Regions from separate parts of the Sus scrofa genome. Here region 2 is linked to region 1. A link is a contact called in public HiChIP or PLAC-seq data. All regions are on one chromosome and are shown on one strand. The core of a region is the stretch at or near the end of the contact, and the rest is flanking DNA. Distances in the headings are between cores, read along the strand shown.

Region 1 (4,987 bases), core at 1,198-3,697:
TCGTTTTCTTGCTATAACATTAAGTTGCAGAAATCATAGTGCTTCACCCCTAAATACTTCAGTATGTATTTTCTGAGAATAAGGACATTTTCCTAATAATAATGCTTTCATTATAACATATCATCACATCATAGCAAGGGTACATGGTATCAACAAATGGGGAGTTATGCTCCCTTAAAGGTGGAGTAGCTACAAAAATTAGTTGGAATTCCTTTGTTCAAGAGATTTCTCTCTTCTCCCCTATTTATTGATGGAGTGTTAAATTAATTCTACAGGAGCCCATTAGGCTGTGGTGGCTTTAATGCTGTGGCCGCCTATGGAAGCAAATCAAAACCTAAGCTTGTTAATGCCTCAAAGTTACAAAATTGAAACCTAAGGACAACAAATTATCAACAGCCAATTAGGCTTTAGGTTATAGCCAATCAATATTTTCCTTACTCTGGGAGTTCCCGTCGTGGCGCAGTGGTTAACGAATCCAACTAGGAACCATGAGGTTGCGGGTTCGATCCCGCCTTGCTCAGTGGGTTAAGGATCCTGCTGTGAGCTGTGATGTAGATTGCAGACACGGCTAGGATCCGGCGTGGAAGCGGCCCTAGAAAAGGCAGAAAGACCAAAAAAAAAAAAAATTTTCCTTACTCTGTTTCCACCTTTTCTCTATAAAAGTCCCTTCCCTGCTCCCATTGGTGGAATCCTCCTCACTACTTCCCCTGTGGTGCTGCCTCATTCAAATCAATTTTAGTTCAAATAAACTCTAAATTTTATACTAGGTTGTAGTTTATCACCTAACAGTTCTCAATCATGTACCATGTCAGCATGAATTCATGGATGTTCGTTTTATACTTAGGGTCATAATCCAAAACAGTTTTATTTACTTTTTGCTCCACCTGAAACAGCGTTGGCCCTGGAGATCTTCCAATGCTTCCTGTGTCCTTTTATATACTGCCATCCTTGTGGGGGTTTGGGTTAGGTTTTTTAAATTTTGTTTCAAACTCTTTCTCACTTTCTGGTGGAGTAAGACGCTCTTGGCTCATCTGGTATAGTTGCTGGCTGAGTCCTAGACTCAGCCATTTTTCCAAGGAGCTCTGCTGCCTTGAATTGGAGAATGAGATTTGAAACCAAGCTCTGAGGGCTACGTATGCTAGCTGCCACTGGAGTGTCATTCCTTCTAGGCCCTCTCATCCGACAGAGGAAGGAAATATATGTGTGTATACTAAACTCTGTATTTACACCTATGTATAAATATTTCCCTGTGTAATCACCTGTGTCTACATGACTCTGAACATGAGTTCACACTGATGTCGGCAATTCAAGTCCATTACCACATGCTCCCCTTGCTTATCTGTAACCTCTTGTTCCAGCAGTGAGAGGCCTGACTCCTACCACCTGCCATCTACTTAACTTCATTCTTTATTGACGTTTTAAAGATGTTGGTATTTTTAAATGTTTAAATTTTCAAAGAATTCTAAATGTGGGTATTCATTACTGCCATTATTCTTTTGATGCTCAAAACGTCCCAAATTTGGCCAGTGGGATCCCTTCCAAGCTGGGTCCTATTACACATCCCTTCAGTCTTTGAGCATCTCATTGCTTTCAGCACAAGCAGATATTCTAGATTCACCTGTGGTTTATTTTAGGCATAAAATCAGTCATGTTTTCAAGGACCCCTAATGCCTTTTAATAAGGAAGTTATTGGATTTAGAAAACAAGACCAGGGTGCCTGGCGTGTAAATTGCTACTGACTTTTTACTATTTTTCAGCCTTTTTAGTGGGCAGAACCCATCATATCTATACAACAGCTTCAATCTTCTGAGTGATGTAGGAATCAAAGGCTCCAGTGACTGGTTTAAAGGTCTCAAATCTACATTTCCCTTTGTCAGAACAGATTTTCTTTTACCCTGAATTTCTGTCTCTTAGGTTGCAAATCTGGGGTACCTAAAATGTTAATTTGGATTTGATGTAAGGATCATATGCTACATACAATATAATTAATCTTTGAGTGAAATGGTTTTTTTTTTCCTTCCTTTTTAGGGCCGTTTCCATGGCATATGGAAGTTCCCAGGGTAGGGGTTGAATTGGAGCTACAGCTGCCGGCCTACACCACAGCTCACAGCAACACAGGATCCTTAATCCACTGAGCGAGGCCAGGGATGGAACCCTCATCCTCACGGATACTAGCCGGGTTGGTTAGCTCTGAGCCATGTTGGGAACTCCAAAATAAAATTTTAAAATACTCCTTTGAGAAGTTGTTTGAGGTTACCAGAATAACTCTTATGTATAAAGTAGATACCACAAATCTAGACACAGATACCACTGGTTATCATTCCAAACGACATCTTAAAGGCGGGAAAGCTAATTATGATCTAGGGATGCTAAAGGCCATCTTGGAGCAGCCTAGTTATTAAGCTTTCTGGCAAGTGTTCCAGTCCAAGATTATGTTTCTGCAGCATTTCTGCCCTCTAGTGGCCAAATCATGGCAGTGGAAAAGGTGGAGAAAAGTACACTGAAACACAATCAGGAGTAGATCTGTACCCATTTCAGTGTGTAAAACTAGTCCTGCCAAAAAGATATCTAGTCTCCTAATCATCTTGTAGAAATAATTAGAAGATTAGTCAATTAAAAGGTACAAAATAAGATGGGAATCTCACACATAACTACAGGTTTTGTTTGTTGTTTTTACTTACTGGCAAAATTTGAAATACTGCCCAAACTCAGGAAAGGCACATGAAAAATGAATAAGCAAGATCTATTTCTGGGAGAAGAAGTGGGTATAACCTTTCAAGAAGATACTTTGGCCATAGGGTTCAACATGTGACATGTTAATATTGTTTGACCTAGGGATTCCATCATTATTATGAAGAATCTATTCACACAAAAGCCGAAAGATGTATGTATATAGGAGAACATTCATAGTTTACAAGGAAAACATTGAAAATGACCAATGTTCCAAAATAAACATCTGATTAAATAAATATGGTTCATACATACAGTGGAATATTGTAGATCTGTACCTGACAATAAATTGCTGAGTGAAAACAGATTATAAGAATAAATAAGAGTTCCCATTGTGACTCAGCAATTAACGAATCTGACTAGCATCCATGAGGATGCGGGTTCGATCCTTGGCCTCGCTCAGTGGGTTAAGGATCCTGTGTTGCCCTGAGCTGTGTTGTAGGTCACAGATGCAGTTCGGATCTGGCATTGCTGTGGCCAGCAGCTACAGTTTCGATTCAACCCCTAGCCTGGAAACCTCCATATGCCGAGGGTGTGGCCCTAAAAAGCAAAATAAATAAATAAATAAATAAAAGTTTTGTATTTATTAAAGATATATGTCTGTGCATGTTTGTATATGTATAACACAGGAAGATGTCTGCAAGAATGAATACTAGATAGAATGTTCACAGTGGTTGTCTCTGAATTTGAATTGTAGGTAATTTTTACCATCTTCTTTGTATTTTTTTGTATTTTTTAAATAAATAGATGAACAAGTACTTTTTTTTAGATTAAAAAAGTGCTATATTTAAAATTAAGCAGGAGTCCTTTTGTGACACAGCAGGTTAAGGACGCAGTGTTATCACTTTAGTGGCTTGGATGGTTGCTGTAGCTTGGGGTTTGATCCCTGGCCTGGGAACTTCCCTGTGCGATAGGCACGGCCCAAAATAAATCAAATCAAATCAAAAAGAATAAATACAATTGGTGACTTAAACAGTAAATAAATGAAATTTCACATTTTGTTAAAAATTGTTTTCTTAAAACCCATGCTGAAATATTACCCATGAATAAAAAGAAATGAACTACTGATTCATGGAACCACACTTTTTGTCTCAAAAACATCATGCAGTGTGAAATAAGCTGGACATACTTTCATTTATATCCCATTATAAAGGAGGTGGAACAAATCTGTATTGATGGTAAACACATCAATGGTCATCCGGGGCTCTGGGTCTGGATTCACTTCGAAGAGACACATGCAAAAAATTTTTGGAGTGATGGAAATATGCTATAGCTTGATTGGAGTGTGACTACACAGGTGAAATATATTATGCAACCGTACACTGGAGATGGATCCATCGAACACATTAAAGCCAAGCTGCTCACCAGAATCTCCACGGCTCATGGAGACAGTGTGATTGTCTTGGCATCCCTAATCTCTAGCTGGGTGGATTTTTGTTTGTTTGTTTTTTTGTCTTTTTGCCATTTCTTGGGCCGCTCCTGCGGCACATGGAGGTTCCCAGGCTAGGGGTCGAATCGGAGCTGTAGCCACCAGCCTACACCAGAGCCACAGCAACGTGGGATCCGAGCCGCGTCTGCGACCTACACCACAGCTCACGGCAATGCCGGATCATTAACCCACTGAGCAAGGGCAGGGATCGAACCCGCAACCTCATGGTTCCTAGTCAGATTCGTTAACCACTGTGCCACGACAGAGCAAGGGCAGGGATCGAACCCGCAACCTCATGGTTCCTAGTCAGATTCGTTAACCACTGTGCCACGACAGGAACTCCTCAAGCTGGGTGTTTTAGACAAGACAGGCCCCAGGCACCCTGGAAATGGGTAAGATATATACTTCCTTCTCCCAAGAACCCACTTCAGTCCCTCATTCCATCCATGACTTCAGACAATAGTATTTTTCACCCCTTCCTAATAAGCAAATGTCCTGGAGCTTTCATTCAGAGAAAGGTGAACATTGTTATAACCAGTATAATGTTTTATACTGCTGGGGGAGGGGAGGGCCACCCTGGGGTGGGGCGGGGGGGGGGAGGGGGAGTGGTTTATCTGTTTATCTGGATTACAATCTAAAGCTGAGGCTAGAGAAAGGAAACCCAGTGAAAGTCAGTAGGGAGAAGCTTCTATGTCGTCAGGGACTTTGGAAGAGCCTACAAGGAGTAGCCCATCTAAGGGTTAACATACCTGGCTTGGGGCCCACTACATCAGTCTAGAGCCTTAGAGCTGCAAAGGACCTCACAAATCATCTGGTATATCCATTCAT
Region 2 (4,987 bases), core at 1,058-3,557, 90 kb before region 1:
CTCAGTTTAAATGTTACCTCCTCCACCGCCAAGCACACAACCTAAAGAGCCACCAAGTGACTTTCAATTACGTTAACCTGTTTTGGTTATCTGTGTAATGTAGAGCTATCTGATACGTTACATGGTTATACATGGTCTATGTTCCCCCAACCACAATAACACTTACTCCATAAACAGCGGCTTTGTCTCTCTTATTCAGTGCTACATCCACGGTGTCCAGGCAGGGCTTTGTACTTAGTAGGTAAGGAACCAAATGGTTCAGCTTTATCTGGGACTATACTAGATTTAAACTTTGAGGTTCTAGGTGTCCCTGGAAGCCCCTAAGTCTTGGGAAAGCAGGAATGGCTTATCCCCCTATTGGTAGACACAGTCCATCCAATTACCAACATCAGGAACTGAATGAATTACTGAATCTTTGAGAAGTAAAGTACTTACTGAAATCTAACATGATGCCATTGAGCATTTCAGTCACAAGGTGGCACTAGACCACTAGATTTACTAACAACTTTGATTTAATGAGGCAACATTACATAAGTCCCTAAGGTATTCGGGTGTTTTTCCTAATACTATTAGCATCATCTTTAAGATTGAAGTATAGAGGGGGAGGATAAATTAGAATATGGGAATAACATATACACACGATTGCATATAAAATACTTAACAAGAACTTACTTACAGCCAGGGAATCTATTCAATAGTCTGTAATAAACTATATGGAGGAAAGAATGGATATATGTATAACTGATTCACTTTGCTGCACACTTGAAACTAATACATTGTAAGTAAATTATACTCCAATAAAAAATTTTTTTAAAGATTGAAATATAGGACTATATACCCTTGAGAAACTTTTAATTCCAGTGCCTATTTCTGACAATCATTAAATGTTTCTGTATTTTAAAAAAAGGATGAATTTATAAATATTACAACTAATTTACATTTTAAATTTTATTTCTAAAACTTGCATCTCAAGAACATGAAAAATCTACAGTTGGACAGAAAAGACTTTAACTACAGGAGTTCCCATTGTGGCACAGCAGAAACAAATCCGACTAGGAACCCTGAGGTTGTGGGTTTGATCCCTGGCCTTGTTCAGTGGGTTAAGGATCTGGCATTGCCGTGAGCTGTGGTATAGGTGGCAGACAAGGCTCAGATCCCACATTGCTGTGGCTGTGGTGTAGACTGGTGGCTACAACTGCAATTCGATCCCTAGCCTGGGAACTTCCATATGCCTCAGGTGTGGCCCTAAAAAGCAAAAACAAACAAACAAAAAAACCTCTAAGTACAGTAACAACATCTTGTATTCAATTTACATATTTAACATATGACCACCTAAAAGTTTTGATAGCTGCAGAAAAAAAAAAAATCAGCTTGCCAGAAAAATCTAACTCAGAAATGTTCCAAAGCAACTTTCTTCAAGTTTACAGATCTTAGGTAAGACATAATCCCAACCTGGTTTTATTTTCTACCAGCACCTTGTAAAGTCACCAGGGCAAAAGAATTCACCTCCGGGATTCTTGTCTGATTCCAGAAATTAGAATTTACTCCAGGAGTTCCCATCATGGCTCAGTGGTTAATGAATCCGACTAGGAACCATGAGGTTGCGGGTTCGATCCCTGCCCTTGCTCAGTGGGTTAAGGATCCAGCGTTACCGTGAGCTGTGGTGTAGGTTACAGACGTGGCTCAGATCCCACGTGGCTCTGGCGTAGGCCGGCGACTCCAGCTCCGATTCGACCCCTAGCCTGGGAAACTCCATATGCCACAGGAAGTGGCCCTAGAAATGGCAAAAAGACACACACACACATACACAAAAAAAAGAATTTGCTGCAGGGAATAATTTCTAGAAGTCTAATTGACCCTTAACACTATTTCAGTTCCTGGTTTTTATCACAGTGATTCAGTATTTCTAGATATTACAAAATGATCACAAGTCTAGTTACCATCTGTCACCACACAAAGCAATAACATCATTATTAACCGTATTCCCCACACTTGTTTCTTTCATCCTCATGACTCACTTATTTTGTAATTGGAAATTGGTACCTCAGTTTCCCTTTTCTATTTCTCTAATCCCCACCTCCCCCATTAGAAGTCTTAATGTAAATAGGTAGGTTTCTTTCTTTCCAAACTTGTTGTTAGAAAATAGTGTTTTGCAAAATGGCAGTTCTGATAAGAACATTATATAGGTAACAGCCTCACAAACTTGAGAGTTGAAAGGAGAGTGAAAAGGGGAAGGGATGGGAGGGTTAGAAAATGAGTCAGTGCAATTGGAAATCATTTACCACAAAATAGTTGAAAATGACAGACTCATAGGGAAATCTCTGGCATGTTTAAAATATTCTTCTTGTGGTGGTCATTTTGCTTTACACGAATGTAGCGTAATGCTGACCACAAACCGAGGTTACACGTGGGAAAAGTGTATGAAGAACACGAGGCATCTTTCCCGGCTTTCAGTATTTTTTAAGAGACTTTTTTTTTCTTCCTTTTTTAGGGCCACACTCACAGCACAGGGAGGTTCCCAGGCTAAGGGCTGAATTGGAGCTACAGCTGCCAGCCTATAGCACAGCCATAGCAGCATGGGATCAGAGCCTTGTCTGTGACCTACAGAGTGAGGCCAGGGATCGAACCCCCATCCTCACGGATACTAGTCGGGTTCTTAACATGCTGAGCCACAATGGGAACTCCTCAAGTGATTTTTAATAGCTTTGAAGTAGCTACTTTTTATGGGAAAATAGTTTAAATGTATCTTTATATATAATGAGATTTTTTTCTTTAATATTCTTCAATATATTTATGTCATTTGCTTTGGTGCAGACTCAATGAAAAATTGCTGTCTTATCATCAGTGAGGCTCAGATCAAATGAGGCTAATTCCCTTTCAAAAAACTAAAGCACACACAGAGGTCAATAAAATACAGAACAATACATTTATCCAACATCTTCTGAAAGGTAAACAGGGATGAAGAGATGAAACTTCCATATAATTGAAGTTTATTATGGACATACCATAACTTCATATTTATTTCAAGCACGTTGAATAAAAATGTTTTTAAAATTTATTTTATAATTTACCTTTTTTTTTTTTGGCTGCACCCATGGCATATAGAAATGCCTGGGCCAGGAATCAAACCCAGCCCTCAGCAGTGACTCGAGCTACTGCAGAGACAATTCAGGATCCTTAACTCGCTGTGCCACAGTGGGAATTCCACTTCACTATTTTTTATAGTACAAAATCCAACTTAACCTTTTCTTTTCTTCACCTTCAAAAATATTCATTTTTTTCCCTGACCAATAAGTAGAGAGGCATTCTCAGCAGCTACACTAAGTACTATTTATTTGCTTGAGATCTTTTTTTTTTTTTTTTTTTTGACTACACCCATGGCATGTAGAAGTTCTGGGCCAGGAATCAAACCCACACCAGGGCAGTGTGACCCGAGCCACAGCTATGACAACCTGGATCCCTAACCTGCTAGACCACCAGGGAACTCCATTTTGCTTTTATTGAAGGCTATTTTATTACCTGAACAGAGGTGGGAGTAGTAATACTTGTTGATTTGTTATTCATTTAGGGATGCTTTTTTGTATATTTGTTTCTTGGATGTGTTTTTGAGTAGTTGACTGAATAAGAGGCCTAAAGAAAACACACAACATTTAGGGCAGGAACCTTCATGGACAGATTGCAGAAATCTAAAAGATCCATGGAGGAGTTCCCACTGTAGCCCAACAGAAACAAACTCAACTAGTATCCATGAGGATGCAGGTTTAATCCCTGGCCTTGCTCAGTGGGTTAAGGATCCAGCGTTGCCATGAGCTGTGGTGTAGGTCACAGTTGTGGCTTGGATCTGGCATTGCTATGGCTGTGGTATAGGCTGGCAGCTACAGCTCCAATTGGACCCCTAGCCTGGGAACCTCCATGTGTCGCAGGTGTGGCCCTAAAAACCAAAAAAAAAGGAAAAAAAAGGCATAACGGTCATTTTTCAAAATATGTTGGGGTAGAGTCATGTAATAAATAGGTCCTGTTTTTATTTCAGAGAGGCAGGATATATAGCAATTAGAAGCAGACTCAACCAGACTAGGGAGATTTACTTGATTTCCTATGCCTCTATTTCTTCATCTATAAAATGGTTATTATACAAACAGTACCTACCTCATGGAGTTTTCAAGAAGAAACATATGTGGCAATATCTGCAAAGCACTTAGAACTGTCTCCGGCACATAGAAAGTACAACTATTATATAAGCTACGTTATAGTAAAAAAAAAAAAAACTCTTAAAGAAACATTTTTTGGTCCATATTCTCTAATAGAACATATTCTACTGTTGTTTTCTACATGATTCTAAGAACAAATATGTGTCTGGATATGTAACTCTGCCAGGGGCTATCTTTACCAGCACGTGACCCACCCAGTGTCCCATGCTCATCTCAGAAGGGCCCTGTGCCAGGTTTAATACTCCTATCTTGAAATTCCTCCTACTTTTAAACAAGGGGTCCCCATTTTATTTTGCATTGGGCCCTGCAAGTGATGTCCCTGTTTTTTCGGTTGCTGTTGGTTTTTTTTGTTTGTTTGTTTTTTTTTTGTCTGTTTTGTTTTTGGTTTTGTTTTGTTTTGTTTTTTTATGGCCATACCTTCAGTATACAGAAGTTCCCGGGCCAGGGATTGCATCCATGCCTCTGCAGTGTGCTTGAGCCACTGCAGTCAGGTTCTTAACCCACTGCACGACAGCGGGAACTCCCATGATGTCTCTAATTTTGATGGTGACCACTTAAGGTTCTTCTGTTCTCCTTGGTTCTTTTAAGCCCAGAAACCCTAAACTGGTGGCAGAGCCCTCTCTCTGCACACAGGTGTAGGGTGATTTGCCCTGGAGGACAGGAAGCAATTGAAAGCTCTCAGGCACTTTTCTTTGCCCACAGCACCCAGCAGATGCAGTTGGGGGAGGAGGGGCTGAAAGGCTTGCCTTGTTTGCTTTTCCCTGACTCAGACTTGCAAA

Evidence for each region. HiChIP or PLAC-seq counts read pairs in DNA pulled down with a chosen protein or histone mark.
Region 2: a contact with region 1 is called in an H3K27ac HiChIP or PLAC-seq map of alveolar macrophages. The contact joins two enhancer-like sites. A contact is called at or near these places in 4 of 5 promoter capture datasets (fetal liver, fetal skeletal muscle, liver and 1 more), 38 of 47 Hi-C or Micro-C datasets (adipocytes, adipose tissue, alveolar macrophages and 19 more) and 2 of 2 datasets of contacts at active chromatin or transcription factors (alveolar macrophages and skeletal muscle).

Annotation. Positions count from the first base shown.
Region 1 is chr1:161,226,809-161,231,795 of Sscrofa11.1, forward strand. No RefSeq gene overlaps it. Among named protein-coding and RNA genes, the nearest start is that of PMAIP1, 41 kb to the left of the region's middle. Within about 2 kb of position 2,448, at least 1 of the 83 cell types and tissues checked has an H3K27ac peak or open chromatin away from gene starts, as enhancers often do. A contact at or near this core is called in alveolar macrophages, where this site is marked.
Region 2 is chr1:161,136,449-161,141,435 of Sscrofa11.1, forward strand. No RefSeq gene overlaps it. Among named protein-coding and RNA genes, the nearest start is that of PMAIP1, 49 kb to the right of the region's middle. Within about 2 kb of position 2,308, at least 6 of the 83 cell types and tissues checked have an H3K27ac peak or open chromatin away from gene starts, as enhancers often do. A contact at or near this core is called in alveolar macrophages, where this site is marked.